Regions from separate parts of the Mus musculus genome. Here region 2 is linked to region 1. The links are chromatin contacts, called in public Hi-C maps. All regions are on one chromosome and are shown on one strand. Each heading gives the region's core, a stretch centred on a gene start, on an enhancer-like site or on the middle of the called end of the contact. The rest is flanking DNA. Distances are from core to core; before and after follow the strand shown.

The links. Hi-C and Micro-C count contacts between places; a contact is called where the count stands out from the background.
Region 2: a Hi-C map of bone marrow-derived macrophages shows a contact between it and region 1, with 39 read pairs. The contact joins two enhancer-like sites. A contact is called at or near these places in 2 of 15 datasets of contacts at CTCF or cohesin (large pre-B cells and pro-B cells), 9 of 484 Hi-C or Micro-C datasets (the HL-1 cell line, bone marrow-derived macrophages, embryonic stem cells and 3 more), 21 of 115 datasets of contacts at active chromatin or transcription factors (astrocytes, bone marrow-derived macrophages, craniofacial prominence and 9 more) and 1 of 9 other capture datasets (embryonic stem cells).

What each region holds. Positions count from the first base shown.
Region 1 is chr11:8,625,628-8,632,726 of GRCm38.p6, reverse strand. All of the region lies in intron 1 of Tns3 (tensin 3), which reads left to right. Among named protein-coding and RNA genes, the nearest start is that of Tns3, 35 kb to the left of the region's middle. Within about 2 kb of position 2,661, at least 63 of the 459 cell types and tissues checked have an H3K27ac peak or open chromatin away from gene starts, as enhancers often do. A contact at or near this core is called in bone marrow-derived macrophages, where this site is marked.
Region 2 is chr11:8,857,241-8,864,688 of GRCm38.p6, reverse strand. Pkd1l1 (polycystic kidney disease protein 1-like 1) reads left to right here. Exons shown (of 52, transcript XM_017314870.1): 40 at 768-886; 41 at 3,383-3,493. Among named protein-coding and RNA genes, the nearest start is that of Gm40814, 60 kb to the left of the region's middle. Within about 2 kb of position 4,633, at least 16 of the 459 cell types and tissues checked have an H3K27ac peak or open chromatin away from gene starts, as enhancers often do. A contact at or near this core is called in bone marrow-derived macrophages, where this site is marked.

The DNA.
Region 1 (7,099 bases), core at 1,412-3,911:
CTCTTTTGGCTTTTAGAGACAGGGTTTCTCTGTATAGCCCTGGCTGTCCTGGAACTCACTCTGTAGACCAGGCTGGCCTCGAACTCAGAAATCTGCCTGCCTCTGTCTCTTGAGTGCTGGGATTAAAGGGTGCCACATCCAGTTTAGAATGCTGCTTTTTAAGTGTGGGTCATGATTCTGCAGGAGCTGTCTGTATAAGTCAGTGTGGGACACAGGAGAACATTTGGCAACAGTAAAGGTTTTTAAATGTGCAATGATCAAATGAACCCAAGCTCAAAAGCTTAGTGAGTGTGAACTGTTTACTGCCACGCTTGCTTGGGTCACCCAGCTACTCTTTGTCCTTGGCTCCGAAAGCAGTGTGCACACTTCACACCGCACATGCTGTCTTGCAGTGCACTGCCAGTGAACACAGCACAGCCTGAAACAGTGCAGATTCCAGACTGTTCATGAGTGTCAGTGTTTTTAGCGTAACACTGTTTTCTGCTTTTATAGAAACATAATGGTCTAATTATCGAAAACAAAGATTTAACATGTCTGTGTCATTTTCTTTCAGCAAATTAGCATATTTTACATTATATTGTGTTAGAACATCTTTTTTTCAAATTGTGTATATGGGTGTTTTGGCCATGCATCATGTTTGTATCTATTGCCTTTGGAGGCCAAAAGAGGGTGTTGGCTCCCCAGGGATTAGGGTAATAGACGATTGTGAAGCAGCATGTAGGTGCTGGAAATCAAAACTGAGAGCAGCCAGTGCTCTTAACCGCTGCACTGAGCTTCAGAACATTTTATTTTAAAGCTGTTGTTTGGGTTGCTGGCTTGAGTTTTATAAATAATTGTTAAACAAAGGCCAAGTGTAGTGATGCATGCCTGTAAGCCCAGCACTGGGAAGGCAGAGGCAGGCAGGTGGGGCTTTGTGAGTTCGAGGCTAGCCAGCACTGCATAATGAGACTCTGTTCAGAAAAATCAAAATTAAAATTAAACTAAGTGAATTTTTGGGTTGGGGTTTGAATGGTACTGATGATTATACAACCAAAAAGTCAATTAATTTTGAAAAATGTTGAAGATGTTCTGTGTTCAGCAGTATTGATTATTCAGCCAAGAGTTAGTGCTTTGTGTAAAACTAAGCAAACGTAACCACCTCATTGGTATACAAATTTGCTTGCATGCCAATGAATTGCTTCAGAATAAATGTTTTAGTGGTTTATTATTGTTAAATGTTTGATTTGTAAATTTTATACACCTAAATACACAGCTCTGGTGTAAAGGGGTCGCCAGGGGTTAAAGCTTAGCTAGCCTCTGCCCATCATGGAGAATGTGCCATTAAACATGTCATTGTGGTTTTGCTGAGGGGTTGAGGGTGGGTGGGATTCCCATGTATTTTCTTTCTCCCTCTCCAGGGGTTGTGTGTCCTGGTTCCCTGGGATTGGAGGTTTGTCACCCCAGATAGCTCACTGAGCGCTCTTTGGGAACAGAGATTTCTTTTTTTTTGTTGGTTCAGAATACACAGAAAATTTGCCATGCGTTTATTGTATTTAATAATTGGGTATTTCTGCTTCCGGAACCCCCCCCCCCCCCGCCCCTTTTCCTATAGCTACTTTCTCACTGGGGAGGGCGAGACTGTGTTTGTCTGGGCCTCTGGTCAGAATGCCATAGGAGGGTGGCCTGAGCACAACAGTCTTGTCTTTAGAAAGGCTGGAGAGATGGCTCAGCAGTCAGAAGCACTGGCTGCCCTTCCAGAGGACTGGAGTTTGATTCCCAGCGCCTCCAGAGCAGCTCACAGTGTCTATAATGCCAGTCTCAGGGAGTATGACACCACTGGACTCCCAAGGACACCAGAGACACAAGCTGTATGTCGACATGCGGGCAAACACATATACTCATAAAATAAAAAAAAAATATAGAAAAATACAAATAAGCTTAAAAAAAGAAAGTTTGCCAGACTGGGCCGCCTGGCTTTGTGTCCTCTCTTGAGGTAGGCTGCCTAGTCCTTTCTGGGATTGTTTATATGAGCTCGTGACCCACTCACCTGCCCAGGCTTTGCCTTATACCACTGCTTTGAACATGAGGATATGAATGGAGGCTTTTGGAGGAGACAAAGACATTGTGACTATGGTGGGCTCCTTTCTCTTCAGCAGGGCTGTTATGCACTTGGGAGGGGACAGCAGCATGTAGTAAGGTCCTTAGGTTGGAGCTTACTGACTGGGCCTTTCCCTCTCCCTCCCTCCCTCCCTCCCTCCCTCCCTCCCTCCCTCCCTCCCTCCCTCCTTCCTTCCTTCCTTCCTTCCGCTCTCTTTTGGACAGGATCTCATTATGGTACCCTGGCTGGCTATGTTGACCAGGATGTCCTTGAACTCACAGAGATCTACCAACTTCTGCCTCCAGGGTTCCTGAGTAGTGGATTAAGGGTGTGTGCCTTGAGACGGATTTGTTTGCTGATTTGATCGGATTTGATTTGTGGGAGGGTTGTGTTATCTAGGTGGGGCTAGGTTGAGGTTAGGACTGCTGGAAGGCCTGAAAGGACTGGCCTGTGTCTCCAAGAGGAGGGCCAGATCTCTGTAGCTGGCTGAGGAAGAACCGACTGCATAGGAACAGAGGGAGAGAGGCTTCATATTGTGTGTCATTGTGGACAGTTGCTGTCTGACGGAGGAGGAGGAAGCTCACGGCAGGGGGTGAGATTTGCAGGAAGAACAGCTTTTCCTTACTTCCCTAAGTCAGCGGGAAGGACTAACATGATGGTGGAAAACAGGGGAAGTGGAGCCCGCTTCCTCAGCACTGGTAAACACCCTGCTACAGTTTCAGAAGTCACACCATCGCTTGTTGACAAAAAGCCCCCAGATGTGGCTGTCCCAGATTGACAGTTGGCTTTAACCTATTGCCTTGGCTACCATCTTGAACTCTGGCCAGTGAAGACCTGTTGGTAGACTGGTAGACAACCATATCATCTTGAGGTCAGGGGCTCAGGGATTGCTTCCTGAGGTCATGGCTCTGGAACCTTCCCAGGACTCCAGGGCGCTTGGGCATCCTGACGTGTGGCCAATACCGTGGCAGGGAGGCACACTTGTTCCTTTGTGGGTGAGAAAAGGAGAGATGGAGCATAACCTGAATACACAGGGAAATGGGGAAGCAGGAAGGTGTTCCGAGAGAGGGTTTGGCCCAGGCCTGTGCTTGTGCAAGACCCGGATGCAAGGGCCTTGGGACAAGGAAAGAAAACCAGGCTTAGAGATTTCTGCAGATAAGAGCTGCCATTGGCTTCTTGTTTGCACCAGCAAATGCTTGCCTGTTCCAAGGCCACAGTCATCTTGACCTCCTGATTGACATGTGGTCTACCACCTTCTCAATTTTAGATTTATGATTTACTCTCCTCCTTTCATGATGAAGGTGCTGTGGGGTTCCCTATTCTCCAAGGAGATAGGTGCTAGAGGTTGTCTGTCTTTGCGGGTGACCCCACAGTGGCCTCCACAGGAGGAGTGGAAACTGGCTCAACCTTCACTTGCAAACTCTGTATAGCCCTGCCCTCTGGGCACATCTCTGTTGATCTGCTCAGTCCTTCCCTGTTCTGCCAGGTGGCGAGTGCTGACCCCACACCGACTATGACTGTGTTACTTGTTACAGTGGAGATTCAAGGACTCCATTGCCGGTGGTTTGCGATGCGGAACCTTCACTGTTTATTTTCCACTGGAGTCCTCTGAGGTTTGGCGTCACTTCAGGCTGTCTCCCATGTCCTTGTGGTGTGCTCTTCTGTCATTCCTGTGGGTGTGACCTTGACACGGGGGTTCTGTTTCTCCAACCCCGAGCCCCGTGGACAGAGCTGATAAAGTCTGTCTGTATTACTTTCACTTCTGGCTGTGCCTACGCCAGGAGGTGAGATCTGCTGCTGCTCCAGTGTGTCTGAGTCCCTGAGAATGCTCTCCCTATTCCTCCAAATCAAACAGGAAGCCCCGGGGTTAGTCCTCTTGTAGGTGTCCAGGTTCTCGTTACAAGTCCCTTCCCTGTTTACAGTTTACAGTATTTCTAGGCCTAGTGTTGCCAGAGGTCACTCTGTTGCTTCTCTTCCCTAGACTTAACTCCACCCGGGGACACACTCCAGACTGCTCTCCATGGTTACAGATGCTCTCCATGGCTACAGATGTTCTCCATGGCTACAGATGCTCTCCCAGTGAAGGGCCCTTTTATCTTCATAGTGCTCCTAGTGTAGCCCCTGCTAAAACCTCCACATAACTTGGGGTCCAGCCTGACTTAGTTGGGGTCCCTCCCTGTCACTGCTTGCTGTCATCCTGTTTAGCTTCCCAACCTCTCTCTTGCACCCTGTCTACTACCTCCAGCTTAGCTGCACAATAGCCACTATGTCAGGCTACTCACCAAAACCCATCCTCACTTCCTTTCTTGCCTGGAAAATGTCCACCTCTTCCAAGGCTCAGCTCACTCGCTGAGGTCTTGTGTCCTGTGTGGACACTGTTGTTCCCTAGTAATTCGGTGTGCTCATGGGTTTCTCAGCAAGTGACTCTGCAGGTGAGTGAGCGCACACATGAATGAGTGAAAAACTTCCAAGCTACAGTGACAACCTTCCAAGAGAACCACCGATCTGACATGAGAACATGCTGCTCCTTCCGGGGCACTTGCCAGTTCAGCCTGAGTTTGCTTTTTCTTTTTCTTCTTTTTCTGTTTTGGTTTTTCAAGACAGGGTTTCACTGTGTAGCCCTGGGTATCCTAGAACTAGCTCTGTAGATGAGGTTGGCCTCGAACTCACAGAGGTCTGCCCGTCTCTGCCTACCAAGTTCTGGGATCAAAGGTGTGCGCCACCACCATCCAGATAATCTGAGTTTTCAATACTTGGATATCACCTAACCTCTCTCTCTGATGGTCACCGTGCTGATGTCTCCCTTGGTTGTCTAGCCTCCCCTAACCCCTTTGTAAAAAGAAGGCTAGGCTGGAGAGATGGCTCAGCGGTTAAGAGCACTGGATGTTCTTCCAGAGGTCCTGAGCAACCACATGGTGACTCTTAACCATCAGTAATGGGATCTGATGCCCTCTTCTGGTGTGTTTGAAGACAGCTCCAGTATACTCAAATAAATCTTAAAAAAAAAAAAAAAAAAGAATGTTGTTTTGTTCCTAGAGATCAGGTGTAGTCAGAAGCCAAGGAGTTGCCAGTGGCTTGGGATTGTATCCTAATCTGGGCAGTGGGAAGTACCAAGGAGTGGAAAGCAGGAGGCTGGAGAGAAGGTTGTCTCGCACTGTCGTTTGCAGAGTAGGGGTGATGAGTCTGCCACTCAAGCATTAGATGGGAATCAGCCATGAGAAGATTTGGCTGCCTATCATGGCTTCTGGGTTTTCCCAGACCTCTTGGATCGTTTGCCCACAGCTTGCCTAAGAGGTGATTTGGGTGGTTAGAAGTATGTGGCTCCACACACGTGAGTGAGCAGCGTTGCTGGCCAAGGAGCAGAACAGTGAAGGGCCTTTTCTTGTCCGTACCCACACTACACTGTGCCTGTGTGGCATGAGCCTATGGAGCACTGCTGCAGGGGACAGATGACCAAATGAAGAGTGGGTTCCTCTGCTGTGAAGCCCACTCAGGGATGGGAGATGATTAACCACTGGGGGTAGGGAGCAGGTGGGAGGTGGCTCTTCAGCTGAGCCCAGAAAAAGCAGTCATTATCAGTTACAAAAGAGAAAAGGAAAGAGCACTAAGTCAGAAAGAGAGCCCATGGCTCAGAGTGGAGGGAACTGAGAGGCTAGAGCCCAGCTGGGAGCCTGGCTGAGCGGTCAGGGGGAGGCCAGAGAATGGATGGGAGCCCTGCAGCCTGCTGAAGGGACTGTGGGCAAGTCCCTGGTTTCAAGGTTCTGGACCTTGGCCCAGAGTCCTTGGCTATGACTGTTGACGCTCCCTAAGGCTGAGACAGACCATTTTGTTGTCACTAGCCGGAAGGCGTGTCCCATTCACGGAATTTACAACTATAATAAAAAATAGGCGTTTTCTGGATGGTGTATTCTTTTAAGTAACTTCTGGCAGATTCAGGTATGCCTGTAATAAAGAACCATCTTAAGGCTGGGAGTGGTGGCGCACACCTTTAATCCCAGCACTCCGGAGGCAGAGGCAGAGGCAGAGGCAGGCGGGTTTCTGAGTTTGAGGCCAGCCTGGTCTACAAAGTAAGTTCCAGGACAGCCAGGGCTATACAGAGAAACCCTGTCTCGAAAAACCAAAACCAAAACCAAACCAAACCAAACCAAACCAAACCAAACCAAACCAAACCAAAAGAACCATCTTCTGATGTTTGCCTCTGTGTGGAAGGCTCGAGCCACGCCTCAGTCTTCCTACTGCTGGGATCACAGACATGAGCTGCCTCATTTGGAAGCGCCTGCCTCTTAATGGTAGCTCTGGGTGGCCTCTCGAGTGTGCAGAGCCCACACGTTGTATTAGGTTGCTGTGTCTTCGTTTCTGAGTTCATATTCCTTCTGCTGGCTCTGTGAGCACCTTAGTAAGGCTGTGGCTGATGTGGAAGAAGGGCTTATGTCTTACAAACCTCCTGACAGCCAGGAGAATAACTGCTTCCTACCCTGTCTTAGGTCAGAGGTGGGGATCCAGAGTGGATGCATTACTCATGCGCTCAGGGATCCCCAGTCAGTGGAGGATAGAGAAGGCTCATGCAGGACTGTGACTGAGAGACTGGTAAAACCTAAGGCCTAAATAAGCAGCTATAGGAAAGGAAGAATAAGGAATGGATCCGGAAACAGCAAGGGATGAACTCAAGGAGTAATGATCTCAGCTGAGGGGGAGGGGAGAGAATTCTTCCGCATCTGCCTGATGATTACTGCATGAAGGATTGGAGTCCAGGATGGAGTGTGTACCTTAGGCACATTTTGGTTTTCTTTTATTTTTATTGTTGAAACTTGTAGAGCAGCCATTGCCACTTCACTGTAGAAACAGAAAGATGGATATTTAGTGCCAGGACCCGAGAGGTTGAATTGATGGCTGGAATTTGCACATGTGGTAACCATAAAGGCCCGCGCAGCCCACCCAGACTGCCCTCCCATCTAAGGCATCTGGGCACACAGACTCAAGAGTGTGAGATCCACAGAGGCTGGGCGCTGGGACACTATAGGC
Region 2 (7,448 bases), core at 3,384-5,883, 230 kb before region 1:
GGATCAACTCTCCAACCCTGTGTCTGCCATCACCTTAAAGTCCTGATGCTCTACCTGCTGAGTCTCCCAGGCACTCGGCCATACTTGCAGTCCTCAGCACATAGGACATATCTGAACCACGACCACCAAGCTTCACTTCACAGCTTTTGCTCTGTATTTCTTAGAAGCCCAGCAGCTTTGTGAGGAAGGACTGAGGGGCCCAGGGGCTGCTCTCTGAACGTGCCTAGAATGGCTAAGCAGATGAGTGAGAAATGAATGGGTGACTATTTCCCATGGGTTTGCCTCTTAGCTACAGTTAGTCCTGCCCATGAACACACGTCGCTACAACATGGAAGCAATGGTGCTTTTATTACACAAGGCAAACAAAACAAAGATCATTCATGCTAAAACAAGCTGCTTTAAACTCAGTTTTCCAGTCTTTGAAGGTCTCTAACAGAAAGCAGTATGCAAATACCAAAGGCAATTGCCCCTGTGACTGGGCAGCAGTGAACGTGTCTCTCCTGTGTAGCTGTGCTTTCTAAAGGCCCAGATGAAGTCCTTGCCAAAAGAGCTGGCCTGGGACATGAGCAGAGTTTTCAAATGGGTCTACTTCATCTCGCATCGCCTCCCCAACAACACAGTGTGTGTTAACTACACAAAGTCCCTCTTTGTCCCCCTGAATGCAATGCAGAGAGCAATGATGACAGCTCTTGGATTGGCAGGGACACCAAAAGCCTCTCTTTCTCCAATGCTGACCCCAGTATGATGGTGCCCCCCTTCTGTCACAGGTCTTGGCTACCCGACAACGAGAACGCCACCTGCGCTGGGCTCAGACACCATCCAAGGCTAAGCTCAGAGTGACCGGGGAGAGACTGAGGAGAGAGAGCATCATGCAGGCAGCCCTGAGGTAGGTGAAGGCCAGAATACAATGGTCTTCCTCTGGCCCTGTCTTCTTTTTAGAGGGAATGATAAGAGATCCTGCACTTGGGAAAATCCTTTCCCATGTCTCAGCCCGTGCCAGAGGGTGAGGGACAGAGACACTGCATTTAAGGAAGGAAAGTGTTCTGGTTATATCCATGGCCCAGAGCTCTGACCTCAACTCCATCAGCCACACAGACTCACATACATCACACTGTGCCCAACACCAGACCCCGAATTGTGCTCCTCCAGCTGGCTACACAGGGCTATGAAAGTCCAAGAGCAACTGGTGTACCTCTCCATAGGCATTGAATGAGCCCAGGGACCAGTATTCTAAAATAAGTCAACAGTACAGTTTACACAGACATGTTCTGGAGATCAACTCAAAGTCCACTTCAAATATTTAGATAAAGCATCAAAGTTAGTAACTATGATACTGAGACAACCATCTCCAAACTTGACTTCAGTCAGGCTTCTTTGTCAGTGGTACCCATTCCCCTGCCCATCTGTGGTAGATACTGGAAGCAGTTCCTGGAGGAACCCTCTGCAAGGACCAGTCCATGCATGTCTCCCAGTTCCGAGTTCCAGGTTCTAGGCTTCCTGAATCCATCAAGAATCTAGAAGCTCCAGATGTTTTTCCCACAGTGATGTCATTAAAGTATGCAGTGTCCCCTCCAGTTTATTGTCTCTCTTAAAAACCCTTCCTCATCCCCCACACGTACTCAGCTCTCTTATGTAAAGAACAGGTCCTGAGACAGGTTCTTCTCCAAAGAAGAGAACCATGGCATTATTCCAATGTCAAATGTAAAGTGAGTGAAAAAGGAATTCTGAAAAGATAAAACACTGACAAAGACTTTTACATTTGTTCAGGCTGCCCATAAAAACAAGGAACCAAACCCACCAAAAACATGAATGGCAGACCTAAGTCACACACACACACACACACACACACACACACACCTTGAAGTCACATGGGTACACTAAGCACTGTGTAGCCAGTGCCCTGCAGTACCCACTTGCCCTGCTCAAGACCAGGACATGAGGGGACTGTAGATGTCTAGGTGTCTGAGAACAGGGTGGATCTGGAGCTACTGAGAGGGGTCACACCAGGGACTGCGCTGCCACGCAACCCCAGTTCACAGGCCTGTGTAACGTCTGGAACACTGGGTAGCTGATGTCCACAGAGCTTGCCGAGCTGAGCAAATCAACCTTGAGAAACCCAGCTCCTGGGCCAAATCCTCATGCTAAGAGTGCCACAAGCAGTGTCCACACCAAGGTGGACAACCAAAAACACAGCTAGAGACAACAGGCTCAGAATGGGACAAAGCTAACTCTTTATGTAGATGTCATTAGTAAAAGTCTGGGAAGGTCCCACAAAAGAAAGAAAGAAAAACAAACAAATAAAGAGGCAGTGAGAGAATTTAGAAAAGTAGCTAATGGTAACCTTAAGCACCAAGAGCCCTTATCCTTCGTAAATCAAGTAAGATGCAACACTCCACTCGAGCACAGCGAAAGACTCAGCTGCTGTGGTGTAAGCTCAATGGGAAATGCATAAAACAGTCAGGAGAGTTAAGAAACAATCCTCAAAGGTTGAAATGTAGCCTGAAAGCAGTGGGAACGCACCAGTGCCTACATCAGTGTATAGCAGGTGTCTGTCATTCTTCAGATTAATGACCCACTGTGGGATAGGACACACAAGCAATTACATGGTTGTCTAGTTTTGTCATTGCTGCTGTCCTCAAAGAGAATTGTTTACAGTCTGAGAAAGATAACATGGATTCTAGCTCAGAAATACCAAAATCCAGGACTCTTCAATGTGGAGAGTAAATCACAGATGAATGAAATAGACACCTAAATCAATGGAACAGAAGGGAGAGACCAGAAGCAGCCAATAAATAGGCCCAAGCAGTTTTATTGGCAAAAACGTTAAGACAATTCGATGTACAAGTGAATAGGCTTTTCAAAATGGGGTGGGAAAGCTGGAGGTTGATAACATAAAAGAGCAAAACCAACACAGAGGTGTTGAAATCCCATCCCAAGCTAAGAAACTATTGGCGATTGATAGGTGGTGGGAGAGAGACAGTTTTCCTTAAGGGTATGCCCAGAGTAGGTTGACCAAGCTCTAGTGGAAGGCCACATATTGCAGAGCATAAGGGCAGCACGAATTATACTTGAATGGTTAAAAAGAAAACAATAAAGACACAAACTTGAATGAGTAGGGCAAGTGGGTGGGTCTAGAAGGAGCTGGGTGAGGAGGTGAATGTGATCAAAGTACTTTTGTGCAGTTTTCAAAGAACTAATAAAAACTAAGAAAGAGTCTTTTGAAAGTACAAAGAATAAACACAGCATTTAACCCATCTCGTGCCTTTCTACAAATACATCCGAACCGGGACATAGATGCCCGGCTCCCTAAAATACTTTCCATGAGGGAAATGTGAACACACGGGATCTCTAAGGATGCTAATTCTTTAATCTCTCTTCGCAGAGACATGACCACACACAGCATCATGCTACTGCTGCTTTTGTTTATAGCATATGGGAGATTCTGCCCAGGTGAAATTTCTCTCAATCATGCCATCAGGAAAGCATTTACAAGGTAGGAGGATTGGGGGGCTCTTGCAGATCTGGGGAGTGTTGCACTAATTCATGGTCATTACACCCATGTTCAAAGACTTCAGGCTCTGGGTTCCAGAATCAGTTTCCTTCACTGTGTTCCAGAAGGGGGCGCCCTACAGACGATCTACCCACACCTCCTGTCAATTTCACCTATCCAAGACTGTGCCCAGAGAAAGGTCTTCATCAAAGCCTGTGTCTGAAGTCTGTGAAAGGCTGTCTAATTACCCATGTTAACGGAGGGCTCCATTTGCAGACTTTGGCAGGTGCTTGGCATCTCATTTGGGGTCAAAAGTGAAAGAAGTTCTAGGCCTGAGAAAGTCATATCATCTATTTTGCAGAAAAATATCAGTGTTCTTTAACCAAAGGCTACAGTCACAATTCATGATTCCTGATACCCAATTTCAAACTGTGCTTCTCTGCCAAGCATTCAAGTGTTCATTGTTTTTATTTCCTACTTTTAATTGCAGCAGGATTTGCATTATAAAGAAACACTGACCAAGGGAGCAGTTTAAGGCAAAGGCCCACTCCCATTCATCTGACACATGGGTACCTTTTTGGGGTCCTGACACCTCTGAGATTCGGATGCCCAATGAAACGAGTGGATACATTTAGAACATTCCTTAGTCAGTGAAAGTTACCAACTGGGCAGTTTCTTCAAGGCAGTGTGACTCTGGCGATATGGATTATCATTGCTTACTTTCTACTGACAGAACAACTCTACACACTCCAGGGTTTCCTTTCTCTTCTGTAAGGAATATTTTAATACTCATTTCTGTAGCATTTTTATGAATGTGTTGCCTTTGAACAATTCATCTCACCTTTTTGCTTTAGGGACATATTTTTAGATTCTGTAAGGCAGAGGAACACAGGCACCCTGCTAGATGGTGACTCCCAGATGTCATTCCCTTTATTCTTATTACTTTTTAGCAAGGTACTGCCTGGAAGCCCCAGTACTTGAACTTGCCATGACTCAATAATCCCAGGACTGCTAAAGCTCTAGGGAAGCTACATGGTAGTTTCTGAGTCCCATTTTCCAACGCCACAGTTAGCTTCTACTTGGACAACTTAGTTCTTCTGTATGAACAGGTGCGTAGATTATGCCAGGAGGGGGCGCTGTGAGCAAAACAAAGAGACCATGTGGGGCCTTTTTTAGACATGGAAATCAAAACACAAAAACCACTGATTTGGCTAGTTTATTTTTATCTCACATTTCACGAATTCCTTTTTCTTTGACATTTCTCATATGCCTCTCGATTGTCAAATATTCCAGCTGAGATAACATCTGTAAAATTCCTGTACTCTTGGACCTGGTACACTCAGGTAACCCTCCCAAATGTTGACCCAGGTGGGCTTAGAGCCTCATGTTTCCCACAAGGATAGAGACCTCACTGCCATATTTATATGTCATAGTTCAAAATGGAATGTTTAAAGTGGACCCTCTCTGCCTCACCCATCCCCCCAGTCCTAATCCTTAAAATCAACAAGTCCCTAGGGGCTGTTATTTGTAGCATTCTGGGGGCAGGGCAAGCCTAGGAAAAGTGAATCCGATGGAATCCAAGGGGTGCTCTCTTGGCTCCCTGTGGCTGGCAGCCCTTTGCTCCTGGCTGCTGCAGCATCCTCTATAAAGTTAGGATAAGTAAGATTCTAGATTTCTGTCTTCAAAAAAATTACTCTAATATCAGATTGTGTCACATTTAATTTGTGTTTGAAGTACTTCTGAACTCAAAGTCTTCATGAAATCTCAAGTCAACAAAACTTAACTGAGCCACAAGTGAGGTGAGGCAAAATCCTTGCTCCATCCCAGTGGTCTTCTCGCTGGACTGGAGCTGTGGGCCCATTTGATATAATTGCTGTAATTAGTGCACACAGGACCAGGCTATGGTTGGATCCTTTGGTTCACCTCTTGCTCTCCAGTGTGCCATGAAGGAGCACGATGGTTCCTTTGTGTGGGGATGTGTGAGCTCTGGGTAGCAGCAGGTGTTTCTTGACAGCTTCATTAATGTGGTCCCAACGGGGAGCAAGTATGGCAAGTGATAACATTTCTCTAAATTCTGCAAGCTTGGGCCAAGGGTGCAGTTCACTGGCAGATCACATGCTTAATGTGGGCAAAGACACCTTGGGTTGATGCCCCAGTACCTCAAAATCTACTGTGGGTGTGGGGGTGTGTTTGTGTGTGTGTATGTGTGGAGAGATGGTTCAGTGGTGAAGGATACTGGCTGCTCCTCCAGAGAACTCTGCTTCTGTTTCTTACACCCATAGAGCTGCTCATAACAATTTGTAACTGTAGTCCGAGGGGATCCAATGCCCTCTTCTGCCCTCTGAAGGTACCAGGCACACACATGATACACAGAAGTGCATAAAAAGAAAACACCCATACACATAAAAAATAAATAAATTTTTAAAAGCAATTTTAAGTGTTATGGGAACTCAGTATAGACATTAAACATATGCTAGCTTGTTTTTTCAAACAGATATGGGCCTTACCTAGCGGCAGGTGTGCAGTAAGCTTGTCTGCCGATGTTCCTCCCTGCCTCCCTCCCTCTGTGTCTTTGGACAGTGCTTTCTCCCTGGGGCTGTGAATATTTTCAGGGTTTTACCAGCTGTATTTGTGCCTCTCACGCTGACTCTGCCTCCTTTCCAAGAAATGCTGTTTCTCCATCAGAGCCTCTAGATGTCCCCTGCAGCTCTCCCACTTGCTTAGGATTTGACAAGATTGGCCAAGTTTTCAGAAAAGTATGGAATTAAGAATGAGCAGTCAGTAGATTAAGCTCCATAACAATAACAACGACAACACACATAAGTGGATGGGTAGGAGACAAACTCTACTCAAGGAAAGGGACCTGGGGCTGGAGAAGCTCTGTGGTTAAGCGTGCACAGTGCTCTTCTAGAGGACCCAAGTTCAGTTCCCAGCACCCATGCCCAGCAGCTCATAACTAACTGCCTGCAACCCCAGCTCTAGAAGGGCCAGTTCTCTCTTTTGGTGTTTGCAGTTACCTGCATACATATCACACACACACACACACACACACACACACACACACACACACACACACACATAGAAATCTAGAAGAAAAGGAGGAGGGAGGGAGGGAGGGAGGGAGGGAGGGAGGGAGGGAGGGAGGGAGGGAGGGAGGAAGAAGGAACTAAAATAAGTCAGCTTGATAGCTCCTGGGCTATTGCTTACACAGGTTAAGGAGGGAGATGATGGATGTGTGTACGTTCAGTGTATATAAATTGCTGATCAGAGTATTTGTTTCCCCATTAACATATTTTGAAGGCTTTTCCTTGCCCTTGGTTCCTTTTGGATTAGACTGTCTATCTACCTTTCTTACATGGTTGTAAGTTATTACAGCCCTTAAGGAGTCCCTGCCCCACACCTGGGCAGAGACTATCTGGCACGAAGCATCCTCTTGCCAGCTTCTGAGGTTGTATCCCTGAACATGAAGTCAAGAGATGCCTGTCCCAGGCTTTCTGGCTGCTGTGCACTGGCTCAAGTGACCTAATGCTCAGCTAACCAAAAGTGCTCAGAACATTCCATCCACTCTCACTTGGTGACCTAAGGCAAAGCCTACCTTGTAATCAAGTGTTGAACATCTCCTAGAATTGGATACTGAGCTACAAGTGAAAAGCTCAAGTGTTGGCGGGTGTAATTTTGACCACGGTAGAGTTAAAAGATCATCAGTTGTAACTGTTATTGTAGGCTGCATATTCAGCTATATACAGTTTCTTTGTTTCCCCACAGGACAGGGATCTGGTCTTGTTTCCCAGTGTCTACAAGAATGCCTGGTACTTAGTACTTGCCCAGTAATGTTTGTTGAGTGAATGAATGAACATTGCTTCCCACCGTTTCTCTTGCCTGTTGCTGAGGAGCAAAGTGAATTCTGGGGTTGTACCTCATCTTACAGATCCTTTGGCCTAATTCCCACAGACGTGGA